Linked DNA regions of Zea mays: region 2 is linked to region 1. Evidence: chromatin contacts called from public Hi-C data. All regions are on one chromosome and are shown on one strand. Each heading gives the region's core, a stretch centred on a gene start, on an enhancer-like site or on the middle of the called end of the contact. The rest is flanking DNA. Distances are from core to core; before and after follow the strand shown.

Region 1 (4,315 bases), core at 866-3,365:
AATAATACCTCCAAGGCTGCTCCCCCCACCCCCAACACGCACACTGAAAACAAGTTGCCACTTTCGGTGAGTGCAGATGTATGCTGGTGGCAGAGCTTCTAGTGCACACATTCTAATGTCACAGACGCAGATTGCAACAAGCTCAAATGAGCACCAGGTGGACAAATAAAAGTAAGTCTAGGAATGAAATCCGTATAGGCAAAAGGTGAACAGAAGTATGCATTTTGTCCGCCATTCAGCGTCGCCTGCTGGTAGTGTCAGAATGCCCACAAACTGTCCTCCCAGGACAACAAATTTCAGTGCTCCAGTTCAAATTAAATTAGCGTGGTTATCAGCCATGTCTGATCCACAGATCAAGCCAGCATGCCCCCACCACTAAGAAGAGAACATGAAGAATTGGACACGACAAATCAATCAATTAAGAGTACTTTATGATTGGTTCTATTTTTTAGAAGGGGTTACTGGAGCACTTCTCTTAAAATAATTGTTCTGAAGGTGCACACAAGAGGCAGAAAACCCACATCTTAAAACTGTCGGAAAAAATCAACGCATGCAGAACTTACAAATATTGGAGATTTTTCAGCTGGCCAAGTTGTGGCACTAGAACGCCAGATAATTGTGCATTTCCAAGGTCACTGTGAAAGGGGGTACACTTAGAACCAGTAGGAGAACATCATTAACACTTTTGATACGAATATATGAGAGCTTTTTTCATCAACTTACACTCTGATAACACTGTTATCGTTGTTACACGTAACATGGAACCATGTACATGGATTAACAAGAGTGGGATCCCAACTCTGCAAGACATTGTTAGCATCTTTCAAGCTCTGACGCAGGCTGTACAGGGCATCACCTGTGGACAAAAGGTAACATTATCAGCAGCAAGTATATTCCCAGTTAAGATGAACAAACAGATAAGAACTTTTATCGGTGATGAGCTTGTATGCAAAATATTTAGAAAAGGAATGGCTGACTAGGGAAAAAACATTGTGATTGAGATTTCCAAAACAAGTAAGGTAAGAAACCATTAGTCAGGAAGTTCCAAAAACAGGGATTAGTATTTATAACTGTTGGCCCCATCCATTGTTAGTACAACAGTGTCCGACGTTCTTCTATTCATGGTACACCATGGGGACACATCCTTCAAAATTACACTGTTCAATTACCATCTGTGGAGAGAGAGAGAGAGAGAGAGAGAGAGAGAGAGAGAGATGCTCAATAACATCCCGATCGCAGAACTAGCAAAACTTTTTTTTTTCACCAGCTGAAAGAGCCGGTCAAACAATCGCACCTCAAAGTCAACATTTGCAATCCATATGAACACCTTGATTCTGGAGGACGGTATTAGCAATTCCTCTTTTTATACAAACAAACTAGGCCAAGCGCGGTGGTCTGTATCTGCATCTCTATTGGAAGTAGACCTAACGATGGACTGAACGCCCAAACGAGAAAAGTATAAGGCATAACGAAAGAACTGCATCCGCCGAACAAAAAGTCTACGGTTTCCTCGAGATCAACGGAACGCGGCTTGCTCGTTCCTCTGACCCATCCAGGCAGAGCTATAACGAAACGTATATGCTATATGCACAAACAGCAAATATCCCCCAAATACATCACCGCAACCGGAAGCAAGAGCTAGAGGACCAGGCAATATACTTAGTACAAGAGCATCAACCGAAGCAAGTAAAAGAATCAAGCTCGTATGCTCCATCTCAGCCGTACAGATTTCAAACTAGGGACAAATCCGAACCGGGGAACGCATGGGTTACTAGGAGTCGGTTACTAGTGCGTATGAGAACAGGCAGGACTCACCCTCGGTGTTGGCGACGACCCGTCCCGGCCCGAGCAGCACCGCGACCGCAAGGACCACCGCCCACCACCTCCCAGCCGACGCCGACGCCGCCATTCCAACTCGAGCGCCAAGCGGGCCCCACCACCTCACCGGCGCATGGGCGCGCGGATCCCCCCACCGCTGGTGCGCCTAAGGCCCGAGCTGCACGGTGCTACCCGATCTGCCGCGCCGCCGCCGACCTCTCCCTCCTGAACTCCTCCTCCGGTCCTCCCACTCCTCTCTCTCTCTCTCTGGCGGATGGAAGGGTGATTTTTTTTTCTTTTCCGGGACGAATTCTCTGTAGCTCGAAAGTCGAAACCGAGTCCGGCTGTGCCTGTGCGCGTGTGTATATGTGTGTATGTCGCGACCTAAATTGTTCTTCTACTCCGCGGTGGGACCGTCGCCCTACGCTCGCGGAAGAAGGGGCGCCCCACCGCAGGACGTCACCGACGTGCGGGACCAGTGATCTCTCCGGCCCACGTGGAAGTGAGAGTGCTACCCGGTTGCGGGCGCAGGCGGCGTGCTCTCGGTCTCGGGGGGAGTGGGGTGGGTGACTTGATGGAAGTAGTGTAGTGGGGAGGAGGAGGGAGGGGAGCAGGGGGGACGTGCTGGCCCCGCCGCGGCGGGCATCTGCTGACATGGCGGCGTGCGGGCGCTGGCCGCTGGGGATCTCGTGGACGCGGTCCTCGGTACGCCCGGTCTCGTCATTCTCGAGTGATGGTGTCGATTCGTACAGCTCTCCACCACTGCATCGATTGGGAAAATCATCACGTTTGCTTTGATCCGTCCGTGGAACGGACACACCGGCTCACGATGATGGCCCGTCCTCTTCTCGTGATTGGATTTCTAACGGTGAGGGTAAAAAGAGGCGAAGGGCCCCGTTGTTCTAGTATTGATTGAGCATTATTGGGGCTGAACTAATGTTTGATTACAATAAAACAAAGGGCAAACCGGAGATCCGAGCTGTACCGTACACTGGCAGGCGGCAGTAGTGTTGTGTTGCTTAGAGAAGTTTAATAATAAAGGTTATTTTTTACTCTAACTCCTTGCCATGTTAAGTTGTTGGCTCGGAGATGAATTTTTTGTATTTTTCTCTTTCATTCTTTTGTCTTGAAACTCGTGTAGCACATAGCTCTTGCACGATAGCACACTCCATCTACTTTTTGATGACTCTTTTTCACATAAGTAAAAATGTCACTTTATCTATTTTTTATGTCTCTCTTCTATAAAAGTAAAATTGTCATGTAAGCCGACTTAGAACCCAATATTGTACGACTCTTACAGTGCAGTGCAGCAGGTTTCGCGGCAAAGGTTAGTTAGGGTCCGGATCCCGAGAGACGTGTAAAAGTGAAAACGCAGGGGCAACAGCACCACCAGCACACAAACAAGTCCGTGGAACACTGCGCGGTGGGCCCCGCCTCCGCACAAGGCCAGCTGGAGAACAGGCAGAGGGCCCGCTCCCGTCCGTGGGCCGGGTCTACAGCTCCGCGGGCGCAGAAAAAGCCAGCGCCGGCATGGGCCCGCCTGTCCGGCTGTCGTTCCCAGCGCGCCAGCCAATGGGACGCCGCAAACGCAGGGTCGGAGTTGAGACTCGAGAGGAGAACAAAAAAGGTGTCCGTGCCGTGTTGGGTACTTGTACACACAATTCAAACGTGCGGTACTTTCCGTTCTCGTGTAGTGGTCGCGTGTGCGTTCCTCTGATGGGCCATGCGTACCGAAACCGGTCAAAATATTGGACCGCCCCGCGGTCGGTCTACACTTCTACACGCTCTGGTCTTCCTCCGAGCCTCGAGCCTGTAACGACCACGGTGACCAGCGGGTACGCGTGAATTTTAAAGTGCTGCTAAATCACAATATAATACAGTAGGTGCGTTCAAAAACTGTGTCTTACTATATTTATTGTACCAATCAAAACATTAAATAAATTAAATTGACCAATTATCTAGTCTTTTGTCTCGAGTATAGAGCCAAGACGCAGTATCTTCATCAAGATATGTGTCTTGATTATTTTTTACATTTACCTTCCTAGACAGAAGACACACATCAAGACACTTATTATGCATGTCCTTATGTGTTCGGTAAATTCTTTAGAGGCACGTTCGCTGAATTCCGGTGAGCCCGAGATCTAGGCATCACATCCTAGGTGTATCGTAGTATATGGTAGTTGAAGTTTTTTTTATTTTGTTTTTTTGTCTCTAAAGATGGAAATTTCTTGCCCGTGGAAGACCGAAAAGTCAACGTGTGTGCCCTCGTCGAGAATGGCAGCTGTGTCGCAAAAAAAGTCATCTTCAAGAGCTGCAGTCCAATAGCACCTTCATGTGACTGCGATGTGATGATGCGCGATAGCACAAAGGAAAAATGGTTGGCGTCGCCATCAATACTCGTGATCATCTCCTCGTTTGGACCAATCATTTTTGAACAAGTTTCTCGTTTTCAGAAGCGTCGTTTGTCTATGGGATATTAGGAAGATAGTGGTATTAT
Region 2 (4,315 bases), core at 798-3,297, 170 kb after region 1:
ATGGAGAACGCGGAGCATGCACTTAGGGGCGAGGACGACGTAGGCATCTCGGCGCGTGTGTGGGTGTGGATGGTAGGCGGACGACGTCTTAGGCATAAACCCCAGGGACGCGCGGAGGGGGTGGAGCAGATCGAGGAGAAGGGACGCCAAGGCCGGGAGGACGGACGACGACTGTTGCGCGACGGGGTGTTCCTGATGTTGGGTGGTGGGGTGAGGGGGGCAGGGGCACAGTGGGAATTGACCTTTCTTTCGCAAAGCATGGCATGGAGAGGGGAGAGGAAGGGAGCTCGGATAACCGGAGATGGGGTTGAGGATGACGATGGTGACGTCGAACACGAAGTGTGTCGCCTTGCTACTCAAGGACGATAGGTACCCCATTGATCCTCCTTACGGGCCCATGGCCTACACGAGAGGGGAGAGGAAGGGATCTCAGATCCGGTGTCTCGGGGGAGGTGGGAGTCCCACCGTTAGGCATTTTGCGCTTGGAGACGGGGTGGAGGATGATGGTGGCGACGTCGGGGTATGGTGAGGACGGGTGACGCTGTCCCGCACCATCCCGCGCAGCCGCTCCAGCGCCTCCTGTCTCATCTCCAACGGCTGATTGGTAGCATCTCATATTCTCCACCGCTTGTGGCTCGGCTCAGCGGGACGCAAAGGAAACGGGGAGGAAGGAGGCTAGAGGCTCACTTGGCGGAGATCACGGGCAGGGCGTGGGCGGACACAAGGAACTAGAGGAGGCACAAGATTGGTGGGGGTGAGGATCGCAGGAGTGGGGCATGGCATACTTGTGGACACCCACGTTACATCCTTATAGAGTAGTAGAGAAGTGACTAATCTTTAGTCACTTTTATTTTAGCTCATTAGATGCAAACATGCCCTTATCGACGAGTATATATACTGGAAAGTTTTAAACATGATAGTATAAATAAAATAAGTATAAATTAATTATTTTTCTATAAAAAGCTGTGAAAACAATCCAAACCTGATGGAAAGCATGCACATCCCCATTAGGGCACGACCGAGCATATCTGGGAGACTGATGCGGCAACACACATGACAGGAGTGGCTAGGAGCGGTGCGGCTTCACATGCGACGTGCATGACTTGCGGGGTGACGCGTGACCATGAAATCCTATGACTATGAGAATTTAATTTATAACATACATCTGACTCCAACAATTTAATCTAGAACTTCCATCTAATTGTAAGAAATCAATCTAGATTGAACATATTTATTAAACCATGAGTTTAGAGCAGATAAAAAAAATGACGTACCATGTTTCTTGATTGAGCGAACAGAGACAAAACCTGCCATATAGGACAATTCACAAGGTTTAGGGTTTAGACTTTGAATTCTCCTATTAGTAACAAAGGCGCTAGTAAGATATAGAACGCTTATTATACATTCACTTCTCACGGTGGCATAAACACAAAGAGACAATATTAGTTTTTATGGTTTCCACTGTCATCGTTATCCCCCAATTTAAATGGTAAAATTAAGCCCAAATAGATATTAGAATCATGTTTATTGGCTACAAACCTACATTCACACTCAACTAACCAACAAAACATACATATCTTTGTATTTTATATTCTATATTAAGTATAAATGGAAACCATAGCAATGTATGGATACTTTGCTATTTGGTATTAACCCCACAATCCTCTGTAGGGTTTAACAAGTAGTAGGAACTCATTGGATGAAAATATATAAAGAAACGTTTTAAATATGGTAATATAAGTACAATAAGTAAAAGGAAAACTAAATCGGGTATCCAATTGTCTCATTCCTACGTTCCCTACACAGCTGCACTGTCACTTATGGGTCCGAAGCCGCCGAACGCACAATGACAAGCATAAGCCGGGCCGCACCTAATCCTTAGGGTTAGGGTTTTAGAAAACCCCCATGGGAGTGGACAGTCCCGCACCGATCCGACGGCCCGGCCCACCCGAAGCCGACCCAATACTCCACGAGCGCGAATCTCAGCACCTCCCTATATAATAGAGCTCGCGCGGGCACCACTGCCTTCTCCCAGCTCCGCCTCCCTTTCCTACCTTCTTCCCTCCGTCTCCCAGCTCGCGCAGGCAGGCGACACAGCGACGCTAAAAACCCTAGAGCGAGGAGGCGTGCCAGGCCAGCGGTTTGCGATGACGGCACCGGCGGACAAGGGGAAGAAGGCCAAGACCGATGCCGACGGCGGCGAGGAGAACGAGCAAATCGACGGCGCCCTTGTCTTCTCCATCGAGAAGCTCCAGGAGATTCAGGACGAGCTCGAGAAGGTCAGCCGCAAGCCTCTTCTTCCTATCCTTCGTGCGGTGTGATGGGTTATGGGTGGTTGGTACTGTTGGATTTGGTAGTGGGGTTTGGGTAGGACCGTAGGAGCGTAAGGTTGTGTTTTGGTATGCTGGAATTGTCCGGCACTGAGCAGTATCGGTTCAGTTGTTGCTAGTTCTGTTCGGGCACTGTGCCAATTGTGCCGCTGGAGGTTGGAGGACGGAATTATAGTGACAGTGTGTAGCTAGAGCGTAGGAGGCTTGTGTCCTGGCTGATACGTAAGGTGCTTCTGGTGGCTGAACTCAGTAACTTTTATTATATTACAGTTTTTTATAGCGTTATAAAACATGTCTAGTTTAGTCACAGCATATGGTAGGTGATTTTGATGTGGATACTGTGGAGTTTTTTATGCTCGAGGCAGGGGTTGGTTCCTGTGGAAGTTTTTATGCTGCATTTATAATCAAAATTAAGCAACGCAGATCATGTGTTCAAAAACACTTGGTACCTTGCGCGCTCTGTTACTCCATGTCACCCATCCATGGCATACATACGAGTCGATTTTTTGTTGAAAAAGGATGTCTTTTTAAGACAAGCCCATCATTGGTCCGAGCTATACTATTTACTATGGAAATTTTATGAATGAAATGAAACATAGCACTGCCATGCTTATGATACCTTTGTTCATTGCTGACAGGTTAATGAGGAAGCAAGTGACAAGGTTATGGAGGTGGAGCAGAAATACAGTGAGATTCGCAGACCTGTCTATCTCAAGAGGGGTGACATTATCAAGACCATCCCGGACTTTTGGCTCACAGCGGTTTGTAGGCTACTCTGTGCTATACAAATGTGTCTTTCTGCAATTCTGCTGGAAGTGTTTATGGATGCGTGCGATTCTAATTTGTTGTGTTATGTGCTGTTGACCTACAGTTTTTGAGCCATCCTCTACTAAGTGAGCTTCTGACTGAAGAGGATCAGAAGGTATTCTATACCTCAAACAATTTACTTCCCAATCCCTTGAAATTATGAATATTGAATTGAAGCAACAGAAACCTTTTGAATTTAAAACCAGCTTTGTGGTTATTCTTCGTGGATCTATGTATGTATGTAACATAGAGTTATCTTATGATCTCTCGCTGCAGATATTCAAGTACTTGGACTCCATTGATGTCGATGATTCTGATGTTAAGGCAGGATATTCCATTTACCTTGTAAGTATCATTTCTTACAGTCAATTAGAGTTTCCACATTGTTTCACTTGTATTTCCTAGTTTAATTTTTTAAAACTGGCAGAACTTCTCTGAGAACCCGTACTTTGAAGACACAAAGCTTACAAAGACCTATTCCTTTGTTGATGATGGAACAACCACAATAAAAGCTTCTCAAATTAAGTGGAAGGATGGAATGGTACTGTTATGTTCCAAAGCTACACATAATGTTTGTTTTAGATGTAGAAAGTCTAATGCCTTTTCAATAATGTATGTGAAGGGACCTGCAAATGGAAATGGTATTAACAAGAAGGGAAACAAGCGGCCATTAGTAGTGGAAAGGTTGGTTATTACTACCATGTTTATTGTTTCTTTTGGTTTACCCTTCCTAGTTAGATTGTCAAGTTATCTATGATATCATTCTTGTTTGTAGCCTTCTGTGATGCTATAATTTTTTAATGTATATGCTTTTGAAGTGTTATTTCTCAGCAGGATATGTAATCACACATTTTGTTATGTATTATACATGAATTCTTGTGTCGTTTGTGTAGATTTCTTACTACATACTGAGGTATTGCACAATAACGTTGTTGCGACCAATGAACAACCAGTGGATTGATTAAGCTGTTTGTTTCTCTTGCATTTGTTGCTCCATGGTTAGAGGTCACTGGCTTTCAAATAATCCTATTGTATGCAAATTTATGACCTTTTGGACAATGATGCATTCAATTTTAACGAACTTAGCATTAACATACATTGACTTATTCTGGAAGTATGCAACTATACAAGTAGGTCTGACAAAAAAGTACTTCAATTCTATTGCGTTCTTGTAGTTG

Evidence for each region. A called contact is a pair of places that touch in the nucleus more often than the background predicts.
Region 2: a Hi-C map of leaf shows a contact between it and region 1, with 5 times the contacts expected there. The contact joins the promoter of LOC542654 here to the promoter of LOC542016 in region 1. A contact is called at or near these places in 3 of 25 Hi-C or Micro-C datasets (ear, endosperm and leaf).

Annotation. Positions count from the first base shown.
Region 1 is chr5:179,528,612-179,532,926 of Zm-B73-REFERENCE-NAM-5.0, forward strand. LOC542016 (somatic embryogenesis receptor-like kinase 2) reads right to left here and starts at 2,116. Exons shown (of 11, transcript NM_001111663.2): 1 at 1,816-2,116; 2 at 724-856; 3 at 564-635. The coding sequence starts at 1,909.
Region 2 is chr5:179,696,739-179,701,053 of Zm-B73-REFERENCE-NAM-5.0, forward strand. LOC542654 (nucleosome/chromatin assembly factor A104) reads left to right here and starts at 2,048. Exons shown (of 10, transcript NM_001112178.2): 1 at 2,048-2,279; 2 at 2,969-3,091; 3 at 3,202-3,252; 4 at 3,414-3,482; 5 at 3,565-3,678; 6 at 3,760-3,821. The coding sequence starts at 2,148.